Regions from separate parts of the Macaca mulatta genome. Here region 2 is linked to region 1. Evidence: chromatin contacts called from public Hi-C data. All regions are on one chromosome and are shown on one strand. The core of a region is the stretch at or near the end of the contact, and the rest is flanking DNA. Distances in the headings are between cores, read along the strand shown.

Region 1 (5,274 bases), core at 1,958-4,457:
CCATGCACAGGCTTCCTTCTGTTCTCTCCCTCCTCTGAGGATATACATCAAGCTTGCTCCTTGCTACAGCAGCAAAAACATTCAATACATGCATGCAAAGTTTGTGCCCAGGAAAGTCCATTAGAGAATCAGCATCCTAAGTTTTTAATTTAGGCACCACCAGCCTAGCAATCAGATTCCCAGAAGGAAATCAGGTACAACAAAAAAGTGATTGGTAAATGTTGCCAATGAGACTGAAGTACTTCTTAAAGTAAGAGGCATTAGGGAGCTGCCAACCTGTGGCTATGACTGTGTTCCTTGCAAAATAAAATTTTTTTTTTTTTTGAGATGGAGTTTCGCTCTTGTCGCCCAGGCTGGAGTGCAATGGCGCAATCTTGGCTCACTGCAACCTCCGCCTCTCAGGTTCAAGTGATTCTCCTGCCTCAGTCTCCCAAGTAGCTGGGATTACAGGCACGCACCACCATGCCCAGCTAATTTTGTATTTTTAGTAGAGACAGGGTTTCACCATGTTGGCCAGGCTGGTCGCGAACTCCAACCTCAAGTGATTCGCTTGTCTCAGCCTCCCAAAGTGCTGGGATTACAGGCATGAGCCACCACGCCCGACCATAAAATATAATCTTGACAACTGAAGCAGTTATTACTACAAAGCTAAGAATGTTGCAATTACAGAATGTTCTCAAGACTGGTGAACATGGCTGAAGAAGGCAAATTGAGCTCAAGGTGCCCTTTTCTGAGTTACTGATGGAAAGGGTGCTACCACTGCTGGAGCTGCAGGACCAGCTTCTCAAAGATCATCCAATTTCCTGCATTCTCTTCTCTCTTCTCCCAGAATCCAGCAATCAGACATAAGATATACTTGTTGGCTCTCCTGCTAAGAAGCGAATGTGCTGACTAGCTAGCATGAGTTTGATTTAATAAAACAGCACTATGCTGCATTAGTCAGACTACCTAATAACAGTGATCATACATTAGATACCCACAGGCCTTTCTGTTCATCTTCACAATGTTTCCACTAAGTACTATCTTGTATTGACAGAAGATAGCAAAGTATCAGAGAAGGGAACTGACCTGTCTAGAGTCACACTAGTGCAAGAAACTGATACAGGATTTAAATTCAGAGGTCCTATTTTCCAAACTCATGTCCTTTCCATTGCATTGCACTCCCTCTTTAGCTAGAAGTCAGGTTAGCACCAATTTGCCAGGACCTCCTCACCCTGAAGGTGCGTGATAAAATCAAATATGAGGCCGGGCGCGGTGGCTCACGCCTGTAATCCCTGCACTTTGGGAGGCCGAGGCGGGCGGATCACGAGGTCAGGAGATCGAGACCATCCTGGCTAACACGGCGAAACCCCGTCTCTACTAAAATACAAAAAATTAGCCGGGCGCGGTGGCGGGCACCTGTAGTCCCAGCTACTTGGGAGGCTGAGGCAGGAGAATGGCGCGAACCCAGGAGGCGGAGCTTGCAGTGAGCCGAGATCGCGCCACTGCACTCCAGCCTGGGCGACAGAGTGAAGACTCCACCTCAAAAAAATAAATAAATAAAAAATAAAAAATAAAATCAAATATGAGAACCGACAAGGCCAAGGACCAGGTCACTCTGCCAAAAGTGCCTAAAATAGCCTTTCAGCTTCACCCATCAGCAGAGAGCCACAAAACCACTCCCAACTGCAGCAGGCTTCTTTTACTGTCTTCTTATCTTGTCGGAAAACATCCTCTTTCCATTTGCCAAAAAGTTGAGTGGGAAAATAATTCCATCCTTTCGGGGCTAAACATTGTGCTGAGTCTCATCACACACTGGTGGGCAAACAAAGTTGACATTTACTGCTCACCCACTCTGTGCTCAGCCCCGTGAAGACGCTTTATGCTAGAACTCATTTAATTCTCAAGAACCTCCAACCTCATCTCACAAGTAACGATACAGAAGCTCTAAAAGTTGAAGTAATTTACCCAAGAAGACACGGTAAGTGCCAGTGCAGGAAACAAATTTAGGTCTAACTCTAAAACCTGTCTCCTTCCAGATCTCAAGGCACACCACTGAGTTGCCTTTCACCTTTCTCCCAAGATGAGGATTGCTCCGGCACGACTTCACCATTCTCTTCTGAAGCAATCCCGAGTTCACTTCTCTGCCCACTGACAGTTCACTCTCCCTTTCCTGCCACTGTCCCTTCTGCAAACGCACAATCTTTTACCCAATCTAACGCCCCCAGCCTCGTAGAATAACACTGCGCAGTTGGTTTACAGTGAGAAAGCACTTTCAACACAGTGTTTCGTCTTCTAGCCACCGCAGTCCGGTGAAGCCGGCAAAGCAGATAAAAGCATCCCCATTTTAAGAGAAAGGCATTTTCCCAAGGTCGCCGAATAAAAAGCAGCTGAAATCGGAAGCAAAGCCCCAGGTCTTGACCCCTGGTCATCGGCTCATCCCACTGCTCCTCACTGACGCCCGCGATCCAGTCTCCACCCCCGCGATGTCACAAGATGCTCCCTGGGCCAGCAGCTCACGTCCCCCCTACCCCAATCCCACGACCTCCCACCTGCAGCGGCCCTGCAGGCCCCACCGACCCCTCCCCCACGGTCCCTCTCTCTTCACCAGCTCCTCCCTCTGGGGCCTCCTTCCTCAGCTAGATCCCTCCGCTCAGACGCCCCCTCCCGCACAGGCTGCCTGCGAGCCCAGCCTCGGCCTCCCACCGACCTTCGTCCCGCCTCCACGCTTCGCCACCCCAGCCCCTCCTCCTGTCAGCCCGCGGCAGAGCCCGCCGACATTACCTTCTCCAAGGATGCTGGTCTCTGCACCGCCAGGGAGCGGGCCAGTGACAGGACCGTGTTGAAATAGAAACCCCGCGAGGCGCAGGAACCGGAGCCGCCGCCGCCGCCGCCGCCGCCGCCGCCTCCCCGGGCCGGGGCCGCCGCCATCACCTCACGCGCCGCGGCGGTGCCCGCCGGCTCCCCGCTCCCGGCCAGCGAGCGCCCGACCTCAGGGCGCAGGCGTAGGCGCATCCGGCTTTCCCGCCACGTGACCTCTCAGTTGCCGACAGTAGATAGGGCGTGACTGCGGGGCGGGCCCACCGCTGCAGGGGAGAGAGGGGATGGACAGTAGGCTGCGGTTGCGCGCGCCGGGCGTGGGCCCCCCCCAGCCGACCTGCGCGATGGTCGGCTCCGAGGGCGGGGCCACGTGCGCGCGACGCGCGGAAGGAGTTAGCGCGACGATCGCGGGGTCGGCGGGCGGGGCGAGGCCCTGGACGGCGGCGGTGGCTGTTCTCCTCAGTCTCTTTCTCAGACCGAGAGCCACTCCGGCACCATGTCAGCTTACCCTAAAAGCTACAATCCCTTCGACGACGACGGGGAGGACGAAGGCGCCCGGCCGGCCCCTTGGAGGGACGCCCGGGACCTCCCCGACGAGCCCGACGCGCCAGCGGACAGGCAGCAGTACTTGCGGCAGGAGGTGCTCCGCAGGGCTGAGGCCACGGCCGCCAGCACCAGCAGGTCCCTGGCCCTCATGTACGAGTCCGAGAAGGTTGGGGTCGCCTCTTCCGAGGTGAGCCTGGGGCAGGGCTGGTGTGGACCCGCCGGTGTCTGCGTTATCAAACGGAGACGAGAAATGTTTTGCTCACAATCTTGAGAATTCTCAAGTTGCCTAGCATAGATTCTTGCACCTTAGTGACTCAGTGGTGGTAACAGTCTGTTAACTATGTGAAAGTGTGTGCATCTGGGGTACTTGAAGACAGCAGTTTACCCCAGAAATCTTCCTTAGCTGTTAGTCTACTTAGTTGATTTTTTTTCTTACGCCTAGCTCACGGGGAAACGCCAGATTATTTTCTGTGCAGGTGAGTAAAAATTCTGAACAGCAGGTCCTGGGTTAGGAAAATGGAGAGTCTGTTTTTTCGACATTATTTCCTGTGTAAAAGTCTGGCACGGGGTTTCGGCCATTCTTTCCGGAGTGAGCCAGAAAGAGAGGACTATGTGCCTGCGAGTGTCAGGTGGTACCCTGAAGCGTCAGGGCAAGTGGTCCACGAGTTCTTTCCGCGTCATCAACCACATCTCCACCTAACCAACAGAGATATTGAAGGCCTGTCCGCCTAGACAGCTGCCGAGTTGACCAAAGTCTGAGTTTGGTTGAGTCCAGGGCCTTACCTTTACTTCCCAAATCCTAGACACACAGTGTGTGGGTTGAGTCTATTGCTCCAACTCACCTTCATCACGTCTTCCCATCTTTAGATTTCACAGAGTAATACCTTTAATAACAATTATTGTGGCCAAGCGCGGTGACTCACGCCTGTAATTTACCCAGCACTTTGGGAGACCGAGGCAGTCGGATCACTTGGGCTCAGGAGTTCGAGACCCGCCTGGGCAACATGGTGAAACCCTGTCTTCACTAAAATTTAAAAAAAAAAAAAAAAAAAAAAAAAAATTTAGCTGGGTGTGGCAGCGCACCTGTAGTCGCAGCTACTCAGAAGGCTGAGGTAGGAGAATCGCTTGTAGGCGGAGGTTGCCATGAGCTGAGATGTGCTGCTGCACTCCAGCCTAGGCAACAGACCGAGATCCTGGAGGGTCGTTGTTTTTTTTTTTTTTGAGATGGAATCTCGCTCTGTCGCCCAAGCTGGAGTGCAGTGGCACGATCTCGGTTCACTGCAACTTCTGCCTCCCGGGTTCAAACGATTCTCCTGCATCAGTCTCCCGAGTAGCTGGGACTACAGGCACGCGCCGCCACACCCGGCTAATTTTTTTTGTATTTTTAGTGGAGGCGGGGTTTTGCCGTATTGGCCAGACTGGTCTCGAATTCCTGACCTCAGGCGGTCCGCCCGCCTTGGCCTCACAAAGTGCTGGAATTACAGGCATGAGCAACGGTGTCTGGTAGAGAATTGTTCTTTATTGTACACCACATTCTCTCTTCAGCCTACTAATGAAACAGTTTTGTCTGGACAGAGTAAAAAAAAAGGTTTAAAAAAATACAATAAGCTGAGTGCGGTTGCACTTCTGCGGTCCCAACAATGTGTGAGGCCGAGGTAGGTAGATCACTTGAGCGCAGGAGTTCAAGACCAGCAGGCGAAACTCCATCTCTACAAAATTTTAAAAATTAGCCATGCATGGCGGCATGCGCATGTGAGTGCAGCTACTCAGGAGGCTGAGGCAGGAGGATTGCTTGAGCCCAGTATGTCAAGGCTGCAGTGAGCCATGTTCATACCACTGCACTCCAGCTTGGGCGACAGAGCCACACTCTGTCATTTCCCCTTGCTATTTTCTTGGGTTACTTTCCTTCCCCACCTCTCTCTGTTCATG
Region 2 (4,809 bases), core at 467-2,966, 70 kb after region 1:
AGGAGAATTGCTTGAACCTGGACCCAGGAGGCAGAGGTTGCACTGAGCCGAGATTGCGCCACTACACTCCTCCAGCCTGGGCTACAGAGCGAGAGTCGGTCACAAAACAAAACAAAAAAACAGAAAAAACGCTGGGCAAGGAGCAGGTGATTATTAAGTGGTAAATCTGACAGTGAAAAGCAGTTAGAAAACGAAGTGGAGATTTTTCTCTCCTCCCTCACCCACCGAGGGTATGCTCAGGGTTTTAGGCTATAAAGGTACAGGCCCAGGGAACGAGTGAATAATAATAATGGAAGACTCATATGATGCTTATGTGCCAGGTACTATTCTAAGCACTTTGCATATATTAGCTTATTTCATACATAGCTGGGCCGGGCGCCTCACATCTTGGCTGAGGGGGAGGATTGTTTGAGCTCAGGAATCTGAGACGAGCCTGGGCAACATAGTGAGATTTCGTCTCTATTAAAAATAAAAAAAAATTAACTGGGCATGGCAGCGTGAGCCTGTAGTCCCAGCTACTAGGAAGGATGAGGTGGGAGGATCCCTTGAGATGCAGAAATCAAGGCTGCAGTGAGCCATGATAGTTCCACTGCACTCCAACCTGGGTGACAGAAGGAGAACCTGTCTCAAAAACAAAATAAAACAAACAGGCCGGGCACGGTGGCTCACGCCTGTAATCCAAGCACTTTGGGAAGCTGAGGCAAGCAGATCACCTGAGGTCAGGAGTTTGAGACCAGCCTGGCCAACATGGTGAAACCCCGTCTCTACTAAAAATACAAAAATTAGCAGGGCATGGCTGCGGATGGCTGTAATCCCAGCTACTCGGGAGGCTGAGGCAGGAGAATCGCCTGAACCCGGCAGGCGGAGGTTGCAGTGAGCCGAGATCGCGCCCCTGCACTCCAACCTGTGGACAGAGTGAGACTCCGTCTCAAAATAAATAAATAAATAAATAAATAAATAAATAAATAAATAAAAATAGAAAACAACAAAAACAAATAGGGATTAATAAATAGGGAGAAGCAGGCATAATCCAGGGCAGGCGAAGCCTCGGGGCCACGCCCGAGAGGCGTTTGCATTTTACCTTCAACAGTTCAAAGCCCTGGATGGCCAGGTTACCCAATTGTGGACTGCCTTGACTACTTAATTGAGTCAATCTAACCCCCACCTTCTCTCTCCTCTCTCTCCATTTAGCGGGTCACGTAGCCACTAGGGCTTCCTTAGCCTATCAAGCCACCTGGGGACTGAGTCATTCAGTCACCTATCTGGTAGTCACATCTGCCCCTGGAGTCATCCCTTTACTGGGCCACCTCGGCCCATCGTGACCTGTCACTTCTTGAGCTCCCTCAGGCCCCTAGGCTGGCCAGGTCGCCTCAGTGCCACGCCTCCCTGGCCCGCGATTCGGCCTGCACGTTACGCTTTGTTCCCAGAAGCAGGTTTTCGACACGCCGCTCCCTCTCGGCTCCAGCTGTTTTCCTGCCAGCGCTGGGAGACCCGGCAGCCGCAGCGCCCCCAGCGGCGCGCAGCGGCCCAGGAAGAGAGTGCCTACCGCCGGCGCCTCTTCAGCCTCCTCCCGGAACGCGGGAGCGGGCGCGACCAGCGCCCACCCAGATCGTGGTGACGGTGCTCCTCATTGGCAGCATTGTGTGACGCCACGGAAGGGCCCCGGCGGCCGCCGGGAGCCGGGGCTCCGCGCGTGCGCAGACGGAGCGCGCTGAGCGGAGGGGGAGGTGGCTGCCGCTTCTCCCGCGTCCGCCATTTTGTTGCTGTAGCTATTGGGAACGAGCTGGGCAAAACCATCCCGGAGGCGCGACGCTCCTTCGAGTTCGGTGCCTCGTGTGACGGCGGGGGTCGGTGAAGACCCGTGGAGCTGCGACGCCGGCGCGTTCCAGGCCGGGAGTCACTGGAGGCACCCCTGGGACGCCGAGCAGCCCGAGAACCCCGGGGTGGCCTCAGCTGCGGCTCGGCTTTGCGTGCCCTGACCCCCCGGCTCTGCCCTGCATTCCCGGGCGGCTCTCCGTGAGGCGGCCCCGGAGCAGGCGGGCGGCGTTGGAGGATGCTGCGGGCCTGGAGCCGAGAGGAAAGTGCTGGCCCAGCCCTCTGAGCGCTCCTCGAGGTGTGCGAGAGGCCCTTCCTCGGCCCCAAAGCCGTCTGCCGGGCTAAGGCGTGCAGAGCAGGCGAGGACAGCCGCCGCCCCTACCGCCGCAGAGTCCCCGGCCCGACACCATGTCCTCTGCCAGGTTCGACTCCTCGGACCGCTCCGCCTGGTACATGGGGCCGGTGTCTCGCCAGGAGGCGCAGACCCGGCTCCAGGGCCAGCGCCACGGTATGTTCCTCGTCCGCGATTCTTCCACCTGCCCTGGGGACTATGTGCTGTCGGTGTCCGAGAACTCGCGGGTCTCCCACTACATCATCAACTCGCTGCCCAACCGCCGTTTTAAGATCGGGGACCAGGAGTTTGACCATTTGCCGGCCCTGCTGGAGTTTTACAAGATCCACTACCTGGACACCACCACTCTCATCGAACCCGCGCCCAGGTACGCGAGAGCCCGCCCCGACCGCGGAGGAAGGTCGAGAACCGGGTCGGTCGAAGGGTGTTTGTGTAGGGGGGTGGGGCGCGCTTGAACCCATATTCCCCCCATTCTGAACCAAATTATTTTCCAGAAGGCCTTCCTAATGGAAAGCTAGTGTCAGGATCTAGGTCACTGGATAAGAGGATGCGTTTTTGTTTTTTGTATTTTCCTCATGAGGCTGTTTCTCAATGTCAGGAGGATGCGTTTTAAATGTTTAACGGGGGTGGCATAAAATGCACGCTTTTTGCCTTTCGTGACTTTCTCTGGGTGTAATACTGATGCAGGGATTTGCTGGTTTTCCTAAAAACCTTTTTTTTGAGACGGAGTCGCCAGGCTGAAGTGCAGTGGTGCGATCTCGGCTCAATGCCACCTCCGAGGGCCTCCCAGGTTCAAGCTATTCTCCTGCCTCAGCCTCCCGAGTAGCTGGGACTACAGGCTCACGCCACCACGCCCAGCTAATTTTTGTATTTTTAGTAGAGACGGTGTTTCACCATGTTGGCCGGGATGGTCCCGATCTCTTGACCTCATGATCCGCCTGCCTTGGTCTCCCAAAATGCTGGGATTACAGGCATGAGCCACCGCACCCGGCCAAAAACCGTTTTTAGCCATAGACTTCTTTGAGAATCTGGAGATAGCCGAGCACTCACCACCCAAGCCCCACCCCTCCCCGCCAAAGGCACGTACACACAAGTTTGCACACTATCCCAGGTTCTTGTACTCCCTCCAAATCTCTGAACTCCAGGTTAACTCCAGGACTGCAGCCTTTGTAACAGTCGACAAAATGAAACCAAAATATCAAAACTATATATTTGATACTGTGGTGCCAAGTTTGAAGCAGGCCAGACACCACCACTTTTATAGTACGTTAATCACAAAGATAAGGTGCATTGGCTTCAGCGAGGATATTTTTTGGAAAATGTATTTAATATTTTCTCCCCAAGGACCATTAGTAGGCCAGAGATTAGTCTGATTAATTTCCAAGGTGGAATTAGGCTAAAATGTTATTAAGGAAAATTTTTGAATTACACTGAGTTGTATCCTAGTTCAATTTCAGACATGCTTTTTGTGTTAAGTCTAATGACTTAGTATCTCTTATTTTTAAATTAATGCAAAGTGACCAAGTAGTCTCTTTTCCAAGTGAAATACATTATTTTAATTGATTAGTTGCTTTAATTTGCCTTAAGCATTTTAACAAAGATTTGTTTTTATTGTTGTGTTTGCCCTGTAACACTTTGATTTTATCAGAGGTTTCTTTTATTTAAATTATCCCAAATTTGAGTTGAAAAGTTGCCTAGAATTTTTAAAGTAACAAACTGGCCAGTTCATTTCTTAAACATCTGTTTTAAAAGGATTGGGTGTTGATGCAGTTTTTCCAGGGTTAAATGTTTATGACTTTATGGATTTGTCGACCGGGTATTACTCTAAACTTTAAACATTAAAAGCTATTATAATTAAGGACACGAACTGTTTGCATAGTGAGATAGGGATAGAAAAAGAAGCCATGATAGTATAATGACTTTAAGATTAACTACTGAACTAAATGGACTTTAAAAGTGGGCAGAAAGTGATTATAAATCAAATACTGTATAACAAAGACCAGGACACCAAGAATCTGATTGGTGAAACATGCGGTTCCTGGCAGATGCTGGTAGTTGCAGTCAACTTTGAGCACAATATAATTCCAATTTAAGGGGTTGAGAATCTTAGAACCCACTGTAGTGAGATTTGTAGTATGATTGAATAAATTATTCATCTCGTTTGTGAGAGTGAATTATATAATTAATACCAGGCATTCATTAAGCCATGCATGTACTTACGTTGAGGTGATGAATACTAATAATACAGCTGTTTCAAAAAGCGAGTTAATGGCGGGGTGTGGTAGCTCACGCCAGTAATCCCAGCATTTTGGGAAGCCGAGCCAGGCAAATCACGAGGTCAGGAGTTCGAGACCAGCCTGACCAACATGGTGAAACCCCGTCTCTACTACAAATACAAAATATTTGCTGGGCGTAGTTGGGGGCATCTGTTATCCCAGCTCCTGGGGAGGCTGAGGTAGGAGAATTGCTTGAACACGGGAGGCGGAGGTTGCAGTGAGCCGACATCGCGCCACTGCACAGCCCCGCGACAGAGTGAGGCTCTGTCTCAAAAAAAAAAAAAAAAAAGAAAGAAAGAAAGAAAGAAAAAAAGTGAGTTAATGGCTTGAATCTCTTTCTAGAGGGAGGAAAAGAAGTATGCTGCT

What was found. A called contact is a pair of places that touch in the nucleus more often than the background predicts.
Region 2: a Hi-C map of CD4 T cells shows a contact between it and region 1, with 3 times the contacts expected there. The contact joins the promoter of CRKL here to the promoter of SNAP29 in region 1. A contact is called at or near these places in 2 of 14 Hi-C or Micro-C datasets (CD4 T cells and cortical neurons).

The regions. Positions count from the first base shown.
Region 1 is chr10:31,687,011-31,692,284 of T2T-MMU8v2.0, forward strand. SNAP29 (synaptosome associated protein 29) reads left to right here and starts at 3,208. Exons shown (of 5, transcript NM_001261361.2): 1 at 3,208-3,532. The coding sequence starts at 3,296. It overlaps PI4KA (phosphatidylinositol 4-kinase alpha), which reads right to left and starts at 2,996. Exons shown (of 56, transcript XR_013399529.1): 1 at 2,764-2,996.
Region 2 is chr10:31,758,008-31,762,816 of T2T-MMU8v2.0, forward strand. CRKL (CRK like proto-oncogene, adaptor protein) reads left to right here and starts at 1,717. Exons shown (of 3, transcript NM_001257483.1): 1 at 1,717-2,534. The coding sequence starts at 2,224.